Regions from separate parts of the Triticum aestivum genome. Here region 2 is linked to region 1. The links are chromatin contacts, called in public Hi-C maps. All regions are on one chromosome and are shown on one strand. Each heading gives the region's core, a stretch centred on a gene start, on an enhancer-like site or on the middle of the called end of the contact. The rest is flanking DNA. Distances are from core to core; before and after follow the strand shown. Region 1 holds the start of LOC123169506 (GDP-mannose transporter GONST1). Region 2 holds the start of LOC123169356 (UDP-galactose transporter 1).

Region 1 (5,434 bases), core at 1,109-3,608:
CACATTCTTCAAGATAGTCAACATCGCAACATTGATGTACTTCAAACTGAAAGATACAGAAAATATTAAAAGGTACAGGAAATATATTTTAAGAAAGACTACGAACTTCAGTCTGATGCATCGTTATTACAAGTTGAAGAGCAATTTCTTCACAGCTCATTTTGAAAAACTCAACTCAAAATGTTCTGAAAGCCTAGAGACTGACTCAGGTTTATCATTATCTTATCGAACTAATTGACCATGAACACAACAAGAGCAGACGAGCTGCAACAAATATTCATCACAAATTTTAATACCCACCAAATGTCAGCAGAAAAAAACATTTTCTCCCTAAATGAACTTTATGAGCTGTCAAAACTTAAGCATGAACACTGATTAAGGGGGGTGTTCCTTACACATAGTTCTGACATGTGAGAGTGAAACGAAGAAATAAAGTGTGGTTTTCATATTTTATCAACTGAAAGAATATTTAACAATAAAAATAATTAAGTGCTTAAATTCAGTAAAGGAGTCCATATTCTGGTACCAAATTGGATACAAGTACAGACTAACTATATGCACAGAAAATAGCGCTCAGCTAAATAATATGAAGATCTGACACATACCTAAACATGCTTGTGATTAGCATCCCGACAAATATAATGTTCACAGGCAACCAAACTTTGATTAACTTCCATGTTAATGGTTCAGTTGGGATAACACCAGAGAGGGACAGTGCAGAAACTATGGTCACTGATACAATGTTCTGCAGTAAAACGTGATGAAGACACTATCAATGTCACCCAACCATCATAGATACAACGCAGAAGGAAAACACAATTGCATGAGAAGTATACAGTCAGTAATATAAAATTACCTGGTAAATCATCAGGAATATTCCAGCGTTGAAACCATAGCCAGACAGCACAAACTTGTTAACTAAAATCATGCTGCAGGATGCTATGCAGTAAGCAAAACCAGACAGAAGGGACTGATTCTGAATGTTTGGGAGCATGAGTAAGTGTGAAGGCATATCTCTATCTTTTGAGGCCTTAACATCTTCCAGGTCTGTGTCATCAACACAGGAAGTTCCCATCGTAGATCTGGAGAATATATGAGCCAGAAATACAACGGGTTGTGTTAGCTTGCATGATGATTGCTTCCAAGATATCCATTGACGAGAATAAGGTTCAGAAGATGTTTTCAGATTATTTTATTTTTTTAAGACACTACTGATCAAGGGAAGCTTACATGCCTGTTGCCAATGTCTGGTGCTTTTCTCCCAGGAGGGGCGTCGGGATCAACATGAGTGACTAGCGGAGGGTTTCTGCAAGATAATGGAACTCTTCCAATCAACAGTAATCCAATTATTAAATCAATTTTCGCTGCTTATATCTTGTGAAGCATCTTAAATTAAAATCTGAACCCATGGACCAAGCATGTGTATTAAACCAATGGCACTTCAAACGCATCATACTAGAGGATAACTATAAGCATTTGCATTCTCCTAAAGAGTCACCATGCTCCCCTAGTTAAAATAAGGCTAAATTGATCAATTTCGGTGGGGTTTTCCAGTTATAGTTTTTTTTTGCGGGTTATAGTTAGCTTCAGGACTCGTACTGTACCTGCAGCAAAACTCCAGCCAATGGTACTAGTATTGAATATAATTCGACAGGACTGTACTGAGCAGTACATAAGTCGTCAACCTAGTACGCTCTGCAAGTAATTCCTATTTATTTGGAGCTTGGAGGGGCTAAAAGCCAAACTGCAACGAACTGAAATGAGGTTTCGCATGCCTGTACGCTTCAGAAGTAACCTGAAGTTGAGCTAATCAACAGAAATATACAAGGAAGAATCCGATTAACAATTTGGCGCTTCAGGAATCGAATCGCAAGTTCTGGAAACCAAGCGAACCTTTGAGCAGCCCAACCTAAGCACTACGGCTCCTAATCGGAAGCAAGGCACAACTAACCCGGCGTGAAATCTCAACCGCCGTACCCGAAGGGATCATCGGAGCTCAGGTGAGCCAACTGGTGCGGGAGAGGGACGCACGTGGAAGTTGGGAGAACGAGAGAGGCCGACCGGGAGCTCACCTGGAAGCCATGGCGCCGGAGCAGGGTCCCTGGGGAAACCGAGCGGCTCCCTCGTGGCCCACGGAGACGGTGGCGGGACTGTGCCGGCGAGGAGCTCGACGGTGTAGCGCGGCGGAGGAGCTGGAAGCGGCGGCGACTCGGAAAGTAACGGAAGGGAGCTGCTTGGCTTTTAAAATATCCGGCGGAAGAAGGAACGTTCGCAGGCTGACCGGTGGGCCCCCGCCGAGTCAATACAGCTGACACAGCTTGGCTTTGCGCCCCTGCGGCTACTGCTTTTACTCCTCGGCGCGCTGCGGCATCGGCCGTCTCGTCGCTGAGTACCGGGTCCCGCTTGCGCGCTGGTCCATGCTTCAGTGACTGGGAAGGAAGGCAACCGAGCTCGCGGCAGTGGTTGCGCTGTGCTGCGGATGTTGCGTCTGGTATTTGTTTCCCCTTTTATTTTGGGCGTGCAAAGTTTTCGTGGATTGAGCAAAGTGAGGTGGCGTGTTTCGTGCGAGTGTGACCGTCCGTTCATTGCAGAGGAGAGCCAGGAACAGGGCAGAAAAATGGTTTTATGAGGTCACATCTGTTTCTTACAGACGAACAGTGCTTAACGAACGAAAGATTGACAAAGTTTCATTTGGGTCGGCTGAGGAGCAGTGGCGGCGGAAAATATGGGCGTTGAGGAGGGCCGGCTAGAAGAAAGTCTTTTAAAACTGTGTTGTTCATAGGCCAGCACTATAGCGCGTGATCGGCCTAGGCGCCGGATGCCAGTAGCCACGGCCATTGGATTTAGCAAAAGAACGGTTCCCCCGGAGACCTTCCTCCTACTCACGCATCTCCATCTCGCGCAGCTCCCCCTCGTCGCCGCGCTCGCCTTCCACTCGCGCCGCCTGCGCTCGTCCTTGTGCTCGCTAGCAACCCGCCTTCTCCTGTCGCCGGTTGGCTCACAGCTCATAGCATAGAGTTAAACACAGGGTTTAGGGTTTTGCGTGGGTGGTTGACATCCAGCCTCACGTCTTAATATATAGACGATCACAATTACAATTACATACGTATACGAATACGTGTATAAGGACAATATACTAGACCCTACTTTACATGCCCCCTCAATCTGAACTACATACAAGATTTAGATTGGTTCTAAAACGGTCTAGCATCTGTCTAGTAGCGGGTTTAGTAAATACATCCGCTAACTGATCATCTGTAGAAATAAACCTGACTTCCAGTTCACAAGCAGCTACTCGTTCTCTCACAAAATGGAAATCAATCTCAATGTGTTTGGTCCGAGCATGAAACACTGGATTCGCCGTCAGGTAAGTTGCCCCTAAGTTATCACACCATAATATAGGAGTGCGCTGCCGTGGGACTCCAAGTTCTGTGAGAACTGAGTCTATCCAAATGGCTTCAGCCGCGCCATTGGCCAATGCCTTATATTCTGCCTCGGTGCTTGATCTCGAGACTGTGGGTTGCTTCTTCGAGCTCCAAGATACAAGGTTAGGTCCAACAAATATAGCAAAACCACCAGTGGAGCGCCTATCATCAACACAGCCTGCCCAGTCTGCATCGGTAAATATACTCACTCCGGTAAATCTGGACTTACGAATCCGTGGTCCCATGTCTAGCGTACCTTTGACATATCTCAGAATACGCTTGACTGCTTCCCAATGATCCTCCGTTGGCTGAGACAGGAACTGACACACTTTGTTCACTGCGAAGGAGATATCAGGACGAGTGAGGGTCAAATACTGAAGTGCTCCAACCACACTGCGATACCGAAAGGAGTCAGCTCTACCCAGTAGTGCACCACTATGACGTGAGAGACTCTCGGAAGTAGCAACCGGAGTGGAAGTGGCCTTGCAGTTCTCCATGTTAACGCGATGAAGAAGATCCAAAGCATACTTTTTCTGCGTCAAGGTCATGCCCCCTGAATGAAAGGACGCTTCCAAACCAAGAAAGTACTTGAGGCGACCCAAACCTTTGATGGGAAAGCTAGCAGACAATGACTGCACAAGACGATCCACCACGGCGGGGGTAGAGCCAGCAATCACAATATCATCAACGTACACCAGCATGTATATCTGTATTTTACCCTGGGAGAAGATGAAGAGAGATGCATCTGATCTGGAGGCAACAAAACCGAGCAGCGAAAGGCGCTGACTCAAACAAGCATATCAGGCACGAGGCGACTGCTTGAGACCATAAATAGACCGCTGAAGTTTGCAGACATGAGAGGGATAAGTGGCATCCTCGAACCCAGGTGGCTGCTGCATGTACACATCTTTGGCCAAGAACCCATGTAGAAAGGCATTGCTCACATCAATCTGTCAGAGGCTCCAACCACGAGACACAGCAAGAGACAGAACCAAGCGAACCATGGCAGGCTTCACCACCGGGCTAAACGTATCTCCGTAGTCAATCCCATGCCGTTGAGTGAAACCGCGAGCAACAAGACGAGCTTTGTGCTTATCAACAGACCCATCCGGACGATGCTTGGTTTTGAAAATCCACTTGCAGCTCACAATATTAACACCAGGTGGCCGAGGCACCAACACCCAGGTGTTAGTGTGACGGAGAGCAGAAAACTCCTCGGACATGGCGGCACGCCAGACAGGTTCACCCAGAGCATCACGATGGGAAACCGGCGCGGCGAAGAAGGCACGGCGGCGAGAGTCATACCGAACCGTGCCATCAGTGTAAGACTTCTCCTTGCGCGTATGATCACGATGGCGTGTAACCATAGCATGCGCCAGAGCGGCATCGCCGGTAGGAGAAGGCGACGGCGACGAGGGCTCGGCCGAGGGTGTCGCGGCTGAGGGAACCTCAGCAAGGGGCGACACGGGCCGAGAGACGATGGTGTCCGACCCAGGCGAGGATGGCGGCCCGGGCGACGGACCGGGCGAGGGTGGCGACCCAGCCGTGCCGGGCGAGGGTGGCGCCCCAGCCGCGTCCGCGGTCGCGCCTGCCTCGGGGGGCGGGACATGTACGTCGGGCGCATCAGGAGGCGTCGGAGCAGCAACATGTACCTGGGGGGGACTCAAAGCAATATCACCTGCAAAAGACAAGTTAGGTGACAAATAGGACAGGTCATATTTACGCACATGGACATCCGGAACCGGTTCATCGGAGGGAAATGTGAGTGCATGTTCAAGAGAAGCAGGATCAACCGAAGCGCCAGGTTGAGAGTAAGGGAACACAGTCTCGTCGAAAACAACATCACGAGAGATGTATATCCGACCAGAGGTACGGTCAAGACACTTATAGCCCTTATGCAAAGGACTATAGCCAAGGAAAACACACATCTTGGACCGAAACTCAAGCTTGTGAGCATTGTACTTGCGGAGACTAGGCCAGCAAGCACACCCAAAAATCCGAAGGGAGGA
Region 2 (5,434 bases), core at 1,869-4,368, 290 kb after region 1:
TTATTACCATAGTTCAAAAAAGCACTAGGCGTTAATTGTGCGTGTGTTTTGCTATCGCCTTGCGCTTTTATAACCAAGGCTCATGCTTATGCGCAGATTAAGCACAATTCAGTGCTAGGCGTTTTGCTATTGCCTAGAGCCTAGTCGCGCCTTCTTTAACTATGATTATTACTGTGTTTTATGATATCAAATAGAGACACGTCAGCATCACTTCTGCTTGGCAGCGTAGAGCAGGCCTTTTATGCACTGTAGTGTCTCAAATGGTCCCTGTATTTTCACCGTGGCATCTGTGAGCACACGTAAACCAAAATTGTCGAATTATTCTTCTGCATGTGCAGCTCAATGCTGGAGTATTAATCCAAGTGAGGAAGTTTTATTTTCCTCCTTTCCGTTACTAAAATGGACAGATAGCGAAAAACAACTGTAATGTGTTGGGGTAAAATCAACTAATGGTTAGATTTCGTGTAGCTGTGTAGACGTTAGTGTGCCACCTCCTACGCCTCTCAGAAGACATGTGCTGCTCTTCTTATTTTTTGTCTTTTCTCCTTTTCATCTCTTTTTTTGCTTGCTATGAGTATTCCATGAAACATTCAGGCAAATAATACTTTAATATGTATGTATATTTGTGCATGATATAGATATGGGAGAAGTTTGAACAAGTTGGCCGAGAGATGACAAGTCTAGCCAGCAATCTTCCAATCATTTCACGAGCTTCCTATCAGAAGCAAGTAAGTTTGCAGTTTTTACCCATACTTAAGAGACATGTATTTCCGGACAACTGTACCTCAAGCTGCTGTTGATGCTTAACTTGTTGCTATAATTCCTCTTTATGCTGGTGCTGGGCAACACTTATGATATAATCTTTACAGGCTTCTGGAGTTTCTGAAGTAGAGGTTGCTGCTGAGCACAGGATAGAGGTAATCGGTGTGTTTGTGGACAGTTTTCTGGCCACTTTTAAAATGGTTACATCCAGCTAATAATTTTTACTGATTGCATATTTCATTAGGAAACAAGTTTGGGTGGATTCGTCGAGAAAATCCCGAAGGATTCAAATACGACCACGCAGTTCTCCCCATGTGATTCCGGTCATTCTACAATACCAAAGCGATCTGGGACATGTGGACTTGGTCGAACTTGCACTTGCAAACAATGTGGTACCAGTGCAGAAGAAGAAAAAAGCCTTATCTGCGATGGATGCGACACGACATACCACTTTGAATGTGTGAAGCGACTCCATCCTGCTATGAAACAAATCCCGGACAACTGGCACTGTCCTGCCTGCAGCAGCAATAAGGGAAAGGGAAAGGGAAAGGCTGCAGGCACCAAGAAGAATGTTCTTGACAGCCTGCATGGTGATTGTCCTCTGTGTGACAAGCTTGAGGTCATCAAGAAGATAGAACCACCTGAAGTTGCCAGCGGAATCGAGGTAGCCGACGAAAGAGAAGGGAGCTCGGTGCCAAGCGTGGAGGAAGAGAACGAGCCGGACCTGTACACGACCGCCCTGTCGAAGCTGTGCAAGCACTGCGGCACGTGCGAGGACGACGACAAGCAGTTCCTGGTGTGCGGCCACCCTTACTGCCCCTACAAGTTCTACCACATCCGGTGCCTGAGGACGAGCCAGATCGCGCTGGAGAAGCAGAAGAACCTGGAGTGCTGGTACTGCCCGTCGTGCCTCTGCAGGGGCTGCTTCAAGAACAAGGACGACGAGGAGATCACCCTGTGCGACGGCTGCGACGAGGCCTACCATGTGTACTGCATGACGCCCAAGCGCACTTGTGTCCCCAAGGGTCACTGGTACTGCCCGCTGTGCAGCGTGCGGCGGGCGAGGGAGGGGATGCAGAGGTACGAGAAGTCGATCCTGAAGAAACAACAACATATAAGCGCCAAGCGTGCGAGCCAGGCGGACGACGCTTAGCCTAGTTGATGATGCTATTGCTTGGCCAAGAGGGGAGTAATAAGCAGAGCAGCGTTTTGCAAAGATGCTTGGCCAAGCTTTGCTGGGTAAAGGAAAAGGAAGGGACGATGATTATTCTTTGGCCCTCTTTGGAGGGCCATATATTATATATACACTGGCTTGAATAGTTGAATCAGAGCCAGTCAGTTGTGTAGTTGACACTTAGAAAGTCTCGCCTGATGAAACGCTTCTTTTATGTAGGCTGTATTGTTATTATTTGCACGAAACATCACTTGATTTGTTGTGTTTTACTTAGTGCCAGTTGTTCCATTGTAACTCTTGTAAGGAACGAATGATATGACCTTGTCTATCTCTATTCATTGCTGTTGTTTGGTTATAACTTACTGTATTTTTGTGTTATTTTCTCACACTTAACAATCCTAATTTTGCAAACCGAATTTTCTTTTTGCATGGACAAACTTATTTGTTGGGACCTTTTAAGACCATCTACAATGCGACGTGCTTAGAGAGGTGTTTCTGAAGAATGCACCTTTAGGATTATTCTGATAAGTGCCACACGTCAGGTACGAGCACATGACAATTTTGAATGTTTCTTATGACAAGTTTAGTGATGCGAGAATGACAACTTTAGTTGCCAAAGCATGACAACTTTCGTGCTTCAATTTATTTTTGACAGAAACTTGCTGTGTCACTGCAATTTGTCATCCTTAGGCCTTGTACAATGGGAGGTGCTTAGGGAGGTGCTTAGAGAAATAAACCAGACTTTCCTTAAGCACCGGTGCTTATTTGTATAGGGTAGACGCTTAACTAAGCGTCTCTCCTGTATAAATAGGCACCGGTGCTTCAGAAAATCTCGGTTTATTTTTCTAAACACCCCTCTAAGCATCTCCCATTGTACAGGGCCTTACATGACTGAAATTGCCATCGCAAAACATAATGGCCTGAGTGCCACGCACCTAATATGTCACACTTATCATTTTTTGGGATAAAATAAGCATCGGTGCTTAAGAAAAACACAAATTTATAGTTTTGCAAACACCTACTCTGAAGCCCATTGCATTGTACTGCTACTGCATGGTTTGACGGAGATTCGGAGCGGCAAATCCTAGGAGTTAAATTGTTTGCTAATTGCAGTGGCGAATCTCGTTTGCAAGCGTCTGTCATTATCTCGCGTGACACGTGTCCAGGCCAGGATAGGCCGCGTAGAAGCATGACGTGAAGGTAAGGAAAGCAGTAACGCGTTCCATGATGACAGGGAAGAGCCTCTCCTCTGCCTCCTTCACACAAACCGAGCTCTCAACCTAAAACCAGGACGAATCCTCCTTTGGCCTTGGTACCCTCTTCTTTCTCCCATCTCTTGTATGTTTTCTTCTCTTCTCAAGAGATCGACGGCGCCGCCTCAAGTCCTCAGCTTTCCAGAACCTTCTAGAAGAACCGCCGATGCCTTATAGAATGGGTCGTCCAGAGAGGAGTTTTCGATGGATTAATTGATTCCGGAACGCCGGCCGGTTTCGGTTTCTTCCCTGGGCCTTGGCCTTCTTCTTCATCTTCTTCATCTTCTTGCGGAAGAGGCGCGATGGAGGATGGGAAGATGGGGAACGTGGCGACGGTCCGGGCGGTGCTCGCCATCCTCCAATGGTGGGGCTTCAACGTCACCGTCATCATCATCAACAAGTGGATCTTCCAGGTCCCAACTCTTCTCCATCCCCCCTTTTTTATTTACCTTTTATTTCCTCCTCATCCTCATGTGCGCCTCCTCATGTTTTTATGGGTTGATCCGTGCCTTCAGGTGCAGATTAGCTAGTGATTTATCATGCCACGAATGTAAAAACAAAGGAATTATCGGATTAGGTTTCCTTGCCAATGGTAAAAAAAGAACTTTTAGGAGGAGAAACAAAACCTCAAGTCCTTCCTTTTGTTCATGGGTTTGATTGCTAGGTTATTCAGAGTTAAACTAGAGGGTAAACCAACATGCCAGGTTTCAGGCTTCATTCAGAGTTAAACTTTTTTTGTACTGATATGTTTGACAACAAGATGAATCTAAACATATTTCACCTCAAGTGACATATGGATGAATATTCCCCCTGGGCTTCTTCCACCATCTTTGTTTGGGGGCTTATTTTATATTTGCATTCAGTTGTCAACACCATCAAGTAGAGGTCTGAATTCTTGGAGGTCTGAATTCTTGGACTAGAAATATACAACATCCTGCGCTACATTCACATGCCTGAAAGTAAAATGATCGACGAATATCCTCGTTAATAAAGAAATTATCTGCTCCCTGCTCTCGATGATTTTAAGTTTTTCTTCGATGCAGAAACTGGAGTTCAAATTCCCTCTGACCGTGTCGTGTGTCCACTTCATATGCTCTTCTATTGGAGCCTATATCGCAATCAAAGTGCTCAAAGTAAAACCACTGATCGAGGTTGCCCCCGAGGATCGCTGGAAAAGGATATTCCCCATGTCGTTTGTGTTCTGCATAAACATAGTGTTGGGAAATATCAGTCTGCGGTACATCCCGGTCTCTTTCATGCAGACCATAAAATCTTTCACTCCTGCAACAACAGGTTCTCTCATTTCTTGCTCTCCATTCAACACGCCCTTTTCACGACTGCTGTCGCATATTCTGATTCATTGAAGAACAGTTATTCTGCAGTGGTTGGTCTGGAGGAAATATTTTGAGTGGCGCATATGGGCTTCTTTGATTCCAATAGTGGGTGGAATCCTCTTAACTTCAGTAACTGAACTTAGCTTCAATATGTTTGGTTTTTGCGCTGCCATGGTTGGCTGCCTTGCCACATCTACAAAGACCATCTTAGCAGAATCCCTGCTCCATGGATACAAATTTGACAGGTAAACAGTTGATCTGATCAGTTTACAAAAGAAATGATTACATACCGTCTGTCTAAGTTTTACAACAAAGAATTTAAGGTGTAGGGGAAGGGTGGTTGTTGTCACGTGATGTTTCATACTAATTGCCATCAGAGATTATCATAGATAATAGAATAAATACCGCTGCTGTCATCATTATTATGTAGAATCTCTTGCTATTTTCATAGTACCGCAATCAAGTACGATCTTGCACATTTTCCTTTTAGTGAGTTTGATTTGCTGTTCTTTTTCTTCTCTGCAGCATTAACACAGTGTACTACATGGCACCCTTTGCCACCATGATACTATCGATACCAGCCATCGTACTCGAAGGGAGCGGAGTAATCAACTGGCTGTACACATACGAGTCAACCGTCCCTGCACTGGTCATCATAATCACCTCGGGAGTTCTCGCCTTCTGCCTGAACTTCTCCGTCTTCTATGTTATCCATTCAACGACGGCGGTGACCTTCAATGTAGCTGGCAATCTCAAGGTGAGAGTGAGAGTGTGAGGCTCTATTCCGCTTTGTTCTGCTTCCTAGGTCCAAGTTCGGCACTGACAAACTGGTACCATGATCGGTTTGTAGGTGGCTGTCGCGGTACTGATCTCCTGGATGATCTTCCGGAACCCGATCTCCGCCATGAACG

The links. Hi-C and Micro-C count contacts between places; a contact is called where the count stands out from the background.
Region 2: a contact with region 1 is called in a Hi-C map of leaf, with 6 times the contacts expected there. The contact joins the promoter of LOC123169356 here to the promoter of LOC123169506 in region 1. A contact is called at or near these places in 1 of 5 Hi-C or Micro-C datasets (leaf) and 1 of 1 datasets of contacts at active chromatin or transcription factors (leaf).

What each region holds. Positions count from the first base shown.
Region 1 is chr7D:413,084,467-413,089,900 of IWGSC CS RefSeq v2.1, forward strand. LOC123169506 (GDP-mannose transporter GONST1) reads right to left here and starts at 2,359. Exons shown (of 12, transcript XR_006484861.1): 1 at 2,073-2,359; 2 at 1,235-1,306; 3 at 857-1,082; 4 at 606-745; 5 at 1-46.
Region 2 is chr7D:413,371,820-413,377,253 of IWGSC CS RefSeq v2.1, forward strand. It overlaps LOC123169356 (UDP-galactose transporter 1), which reads left to right and starts at 3,119. Exons shown (of 6, transcript XM_044587196.1): 1 at 3,119-3,248; 2 at 3,335-3,602; 3 at 4,233-4,482; 4 at 4,561-4,768; 5 at 5,049-5,280; 6 at 5,374-5,434. The coding sequence starts at 3,492. LOC123165669 (PHD finger protein EHD3) reads left to right here. Exons shown (of 6, transcript XM_044583357.1): 4 at 639-728; 5 at 870-917; 6 at 1,007-2,291. The coding sequence ends at 1,915.